Linked DNA regions of Gossypium hirsutum: region 2 is linked to region 1. The links are chromatin contacts, called in public Hi-C maps. All regions are on one chromosome and are shown on one strand. Each heading gives the region's core, a stretch centred on a gene start, on an enhancer-like site or on the middle of the called end of the contact. The rest is flanking DNA. Distances are from core to core; before and after follow the strand shown. Region 1 holds the start of LOC107892033. Region 2 holds the start of LOC107891984 (rust resistance kinase Lr10).

Region 1 (3,101 bases), core at 261-2,760:
GATGACCCATTACTCGAGTAGAAAGAGCAAGAGCCTTGAAACAACAGTATTCCAAAAAATTCCTTGCATGCTGTGACTTCACAGAATCTGATGCCTCGGCATTAAAGCTTTCTAGAAGCTCATTTGAAGAAGTTTCCAGCATTCTGCATCATTTTGTTTTTGTTATCCACAAGGAGACAATGTATTTCAGTCAAACAGAAATGCACATTGTTCCTATTTGTATCTAGGCTGAATTAGAAGCATATGGACATAATTTAACAAAACAACATTCAATTTAAGGTGCAACTTGCAAAATGATTTTTCGTGGTTATAACAGGCATGCAGCAATAGCAAAGTAGCAGCAAAAGAAACCTACTTTGAGCAGCGGCGCACAACGATATTAGCAACCGGAGAGAGCTCAGGAATCCAATTCCTTCCAGCAGATGGAGACCTCTGCAGCTCCTCAACTTCCTCTGCAAAGGAGCTTCGCTTGCTAAGTAACCATTTGAATGATCCTTCTCTTATCAAAGCCTCAAGCATATTTCTAGTTTTGCTTGTCACCGCAATTTCTACCGTTCCCCTCAATGCATACCCACTGAAAATAAATTCCACAATGAGATTCCTAAAACGCGGAAGCAAGTTCAGATGTCAAGATTTCATAAATAAAACTTTTTAAGTTTAGCAATCTTTCAATGCATCAAACTAGCATTAGCAAATCCTAAGTGGTAAACAATCAGTAGCAATTTTAAATGGAAACCAAAATCTTAAAAGAATCAGAAAGAAAGCTCCCCAAGTTATAAATATTAGCTAAGAACTCCAAATCTTCTTTAGAAATCCAACTAGGGATAAGTTAATAAAACTCTCAATCTCCATATCTTTATCTAAGCCCTATACAAAAAATATATAAATTTTTGGATTTTATTTCCCCAAAACCAACGTGCTGAATTCCATTGACTTACTTAAAGAAGGGAAAAAGAAAGAGAAAGCATTTACCTAAAGAAAAATCGAACTGTCAAACCCTTGTACAACCCCAAACATGTGCACTCTGCTGATTCCTGCATTCAAGAACCCTCATCTTAGATTACCTAGTTTGATTAGCCTTCAACCCATTTCTACAAATAGCAAGATTCACAACATTACCTTAAAAACAAGAGTCCTAAAAGAAGTTGGTTATGAAGAAAAATCATAATTGGTTGATGGGTCTCAAAAGAAAAGAGGGAGAGTGAAATACAGGGGGTTGAGGAAGTAGTGTAAAGGAAGTTTAAAGATCTTCAAACGGTGGTTTTGTTGTATTGTGCGGTGATCTGAAGAGATGAAATTGAGCTAGTGGGACAACGTGGCAGGGTATATGATTGGCAGGAGGATATGGTGAAGTCAGAGGAGAGGAAAGGATATGGTGAAGTCAGAGGAGAGGAAAGGATCAGAGATGTGGAAGTTTGGAGCAAGGATCACAATCCTGGTGATGCGGACATGTTCCAGTCGATCCCTACTCTGTTCCTGTCCGGATATTCATTCATCCAACTTCCAATTCCAGTCCATTAAGTTAAAATCAATGAGACCTTTTAAAACATGAGTCCAACTTTATTTCAAACATTCAAAGCCCAAAAACAGCTTATTAATCATTTTCTTTTCTTTGGTACACCATTTCTGAAAATTTAGTAAATTAGTCCTTTTCAAAAAAATTTTAAATAATTTAATTTCTATTAATTTTAAAAATCAGCAACGATTGGCAATTAATTATGAGATTAATATTTTATATCAGTTGTACATAATTTTGATTGGTGTAATAACAAGTTTAGCACTTAAAATTTAGGCATTCGGTTAATTTGGTCATGATTTAAAAATTTAGGTTGATATTTTTAGAATTAAGATAAATTTAACAGAATATATAGACATCAAGTGCTAAATGTATTTATATATCAATCAATATTATGTATAATTTTAAAAAAATATGCTTAGAAAATATTATTAAGAAAACCATCTGAAGTATTAGATGAATTGATACATTAAACATAGGAAAAATAATTACATAAAAAAGTAAAATGAATAAAATACGAATAAATTACTTCTAAAAAATAAAATATTTATATGTCAAAATATACACAATAAAATATAAATTTACAATAATGCTTTAAACATATAAAAAAAGGCTAATATACTAAAAAAGCCCTTAAACTATTAATCTTGTTTAAATAGGCCTTATGCTATTTTTGTAGTTAAATAAGCCTCAAATCTATAATCTTTACTCATGAAAGCTCTTGATTTTAATATTAAAGTAAAAAAATTGAATTTTTATACTGTAACACCCCCTAACCCCAAACCATCGTCGAAACAGGGTTATGAGGCATTACCGGACCTATAGACAACTTACGAATAATTCATAATTAAAAGAACATTCATAGTATAATTTAATAATTAAATCCCTATAATGGACTCTCGAAGCCCATAACATGTATTAAAAGTAGAACGAAACTTGTTCAAGTATTCCGAAAAAAATTTCGTAATTTTTTTTAAAAATTTCGACAGTATTTCTACTTATTTTTACATAAAACTCCCTGCAATTAAAACCGTATCCATTTCCAAACATAACCAATTCAACCAATTCAATATAATATCAATTTACATTTATCAATGTACTAATTAAATTGAAACGGATAAACTTCTTTCATTATAATTCTTAGACTTGTACTACTAACATTTTTAACCATTTATATTCAAAACATAATAACTTTTATATACATCCTATGTACATGCCACATTACCAAAAGAAAATATACATCACCAAAAGTTTGCTGAAGTCGGGTTTAGCTTTGGATGCTGGTTTAGTACTTGACTTCTACAACCTACGCACGGAAACACCCGTACACTGAGTATGCATATACTCAATGGTATCACTATAATTCAATTTATATTTAAATACATTAAATCCACACACCCACACACACTTTTACATTACATTTATCATCACTTAATGAACAATTCAGTCTTTTATATTATCATTTGATTATATATATACCATTCTTATTTCTTTATTTCAATTCTCACCTTTTCACATATGTCATATCATTCAAATTTAATTTTATCAGTAAATTTATTTCATTTGCCCCTATTAACTTGACTCA
Region 2 (3,101 bases), core at 418-2,917, 490 kb after region 1:
GAAATTGAAATTAAAGAAATAAAAATTATGTATTTTATCCACAAGTTATAATTATATAATGAAAACCAATGATTGATTATATTAATGGTCGCATAATTAGAAAAAAAAAAAAGTGTTGGTAAAATTGATTCTCACCTGTTAGAATAAGGAAGACAACCTGAGTCCCTGTCAAGTGAAAATGAGTGAAGATTAGTAATTCTAAAGCAAGAAATAAGGGAATTCCAACAAACTAAATTAATGGAAGGCTGAAAAGCAGCATACTTGAAGTGTAATAATAAATATAAGTGTCCTGCGATGGAAAGGCGTGGGCAAAAAATATTCGAAAGCTATTGAAGTAATTGTAGAGGATGAACTTCAACCGCCATAATCTACATTTCAAAGACTAATTCAATAAATAAAATGTTCGTTTTTCCATAAAGTAAAAAAGGAAATTTATCATTGTTGAGAAATTCGATTTCTTTAGGAGCAATTATTGAAGTATGGTGGACACTTCAAAGACTCCCCTCAACAACATTGGCAACATAAAATTGATTGATTGTTGTGAAGTGTTACATTTTGGCAAGTGTGATGTTGTTGCTGGAACGGGGCGTGTATGCGCATGCCCATGGCACGTCATAACCCATGAGAAGCTCCCGGTGAATATCGAAAATAGATAGACGACGCAGAGCGCTGATGTTAGAAGACTGCAACCGAACGGGTCTCGGCACCTGGATTTCCACGGTGCAAGACTCATCAAAACCAGTGGCGTTCAGCGAGTCGGCGCTAAATAAAGCATAAAAGTAAGGGTAGGGAGAGGAGGCGTTCGCGCAAGGAGCGGCGTCGACGTAGAGAGAAGAGGCCATGGGTGCTCGGCAACTCACAAAATAGATAAAATCAGTAACTTCTCGGCATACAGGGGATTTAGGAAGAATGGAGCATTGTTTAGCGTCCAGACTCTGATCCACCAATCGAATTGTTCCAGAGCCATCATAAAAGATGCCTGCAACGTAGAAACCCAAATTGTTGCTCAAAAAGGTGCGGTTATTTTGGCAAATCAGTTCATAGGAAGGATGGCCACACTGGGGAGGGTCGGCTTTTAATCTGAAAGGGAACCTGATGTTGGTTAAATTTCCGCAGGAAGAGGGGTTACAGCCTACACTTGTGAGTCGTCTTGCACCATTAACAGCTTCAAAAAATGAGAAAGCAGCAAGGGAAAGCAAGCCTAATGTTGCTGCAACTTTTGTTAACATGTTAGAATTTAATAAGCCAAAAGAAGAAGAAGAATGACGAGAAGATGATAAACGTAAATCCTCCCAATCACTTGCCCAAAAGAAGTTTACAGTTTAGTGAAGATGTTGGTCGCTTTGTTTGATTGCAATGGGAGCGTATAGCTGTACGTGTACGCGTTTGCAGTTCATATAAGTCAATATATCAGGCCAAGAGAGCTTGGAATTTTCCAAGCACTAGGACTACAAAAGCCCAGTCATGCCAACCGCATCAAGTCTTTGGTTTAATTTCTTTCCTTCAATTAATACCTGAAATTAAATTGGTTGACTCTGACTTCCACATTCCTCATTTTGCTTTTTGCTTTTTTGGATATCTACTAATTTCACCTGTCTTATACCCTTTCCATTTCAGAGTTGATCAGCTGAGTGAATTTTATCCATTCTTTTTGGCTTTGTAGGTTTTTCATCTATAGTGCTTTGTAGTTTGATTAATTGAACTGAACTGGATCTGAGGCATATATTATTTTTTACTGGATCTGAGGCATATATTACTTTTTACGCGTATGCAGTTTGAAACAGTCCAATCCAAAGGTAGGCAAGCAGGCAGCTTGGAATTTTCTTAGATATCTGCATGCAATAATAAATGCTAAAACCACAAACCACATCTCTTTGCTTTTCTAAGCTTATCCTACCCCAAGTTAACAGGGATGATGTTCCTTCTCCTTGTTGCCTTCATGTTGATGGTGGATGAAGGTGGTGTAGCAGCACTAGATTCTGAAAAATGCAAGGTCACAAACTGCAAACGCTACGGCCCACCTGTCCGATTTCCCTTCTGGTTAAAAGACCAGCGCTGTGGCTACCCTGATCCTGGCTTCCAACTCTCCTGCTCCCAAAATAAACAGACCATGCTCCACCTGCCACGGTCAGTGAAGATGGCGGTCCAGTATATAGATTACGAAAAACAGACAATTGACGTATCTGGTCCGGATGGTGAGACTTGCCTCTATCAGCAGCTTCCTTCTCTCAATTTATCAGCATCCCCGTTCATATTCTTCGAACAACTACAAAACATTACCTTGTTCAATTGTTCAGAAAAGTCAGACAAAGATAGCTATGGAGTCGATGCCTGTCCAATTATAGCTTTACCTTCCGATACTCGCAACAACTTTAACCTCGTCAATTGCACCAAATTTGTTGACATCTCAGCAGTTCCTCGATATTTTGAATTTGGTATTCGCTTACAATGGTCCAAACCCTTGTGCCTTGAATGTGAAGCACAAGGAAGAAGTTGTAGACTGAAGAATGTTAGTACACCACCTCAAACAGAGTGTTATGACACCCCCAAACCCAGCACCCAAACAGGTACATGCCCTTCTACTTCAACTGTCTTGTTTGTTTCTTGGCTGCTTTACACTTACGCATGTTATAATTAGTTTACCAACTTACTTATGTTTTCAATTATTTACTTTTACAAGTTTAAAAACTAAAACCAGTAGTGAATGAAAAGCTACAAATTTGTAAACCAACTAGTTACTCCTTCAATGAGAATAATTTGCGAGTACAATTACATTTTATTCTGAACAATAAGTTACATTTGGTTTTTGGTTTATTTGCAACCTACTATACGTATAATTACATATTTAGTGATAGTTAACCTTATACTATATACTAGTTTATGAACTTAAACCAATAATTTGACACGTTTAAGAGTCCAGGCTGGGTGAGTTAAAAGTGGAGTTCATTGTTTACTGAAGAAACCTTAATTGATTTTACAAGAATTTTGGCTATACTTCACTCTCTTATTAAATCAAGAAAGTTAAATAGGTCATAATAAATTTAAAAAGCTTTTCCAGGAATTAAACACAGGAACTTCTAAAACGCAGCAGTTAATTTACA

What was found. Hi-C and Micro-C count contacts between places; a contact is called where the count stands out from the background.
Region 2: a contact with region 1 is called in a Hi-C map of leaf, with 3 times the contacts expected there. The contact joins the promoter of LOC107891984 here to the promoter of LOC107892033 in region 1. A contact is called at or near these places in 2 of 34 Hi-C or Micro-C datasets (both in leaf).

The regions. Positions count from the first base shown.
Region 1 is chrD09:25,392,935-25,396,035 of Gossypium_hirsutum_v2.1, forward strand. LOC107892033 reads right to left here and starts at 1,511. Exons shown (of 11, transcript XM_016816999.2): 1 at 1,120-1,511; 2 at 973-1,034; 3 at 356-574; 4 at 1-143. The coding sequence starts at 519.
Region 2 is chrD09:25,880,059-25,883,159 of Gossypium_hirsutum_v2.1, forward strand. LOC107891984 (rust resistance kinase Lr10) reads left to right here and starts at 1,668. Exons shown (of 5, transcript XM_016816935.2): 1 at 1,668-1,796; 2 at 1,911-2,195; 3 at 2,298-2,567. The coding sequence starts at 1,769. LOC107891983 (PR5-like receptor kinase) reads right to left here and starts at 1,229. Exons shown (of 5, transcript XM_016816931.2): 1 at 553-1,229; 2 at 262-368; 3 at 136-165. The coding sequence starts at 1,229.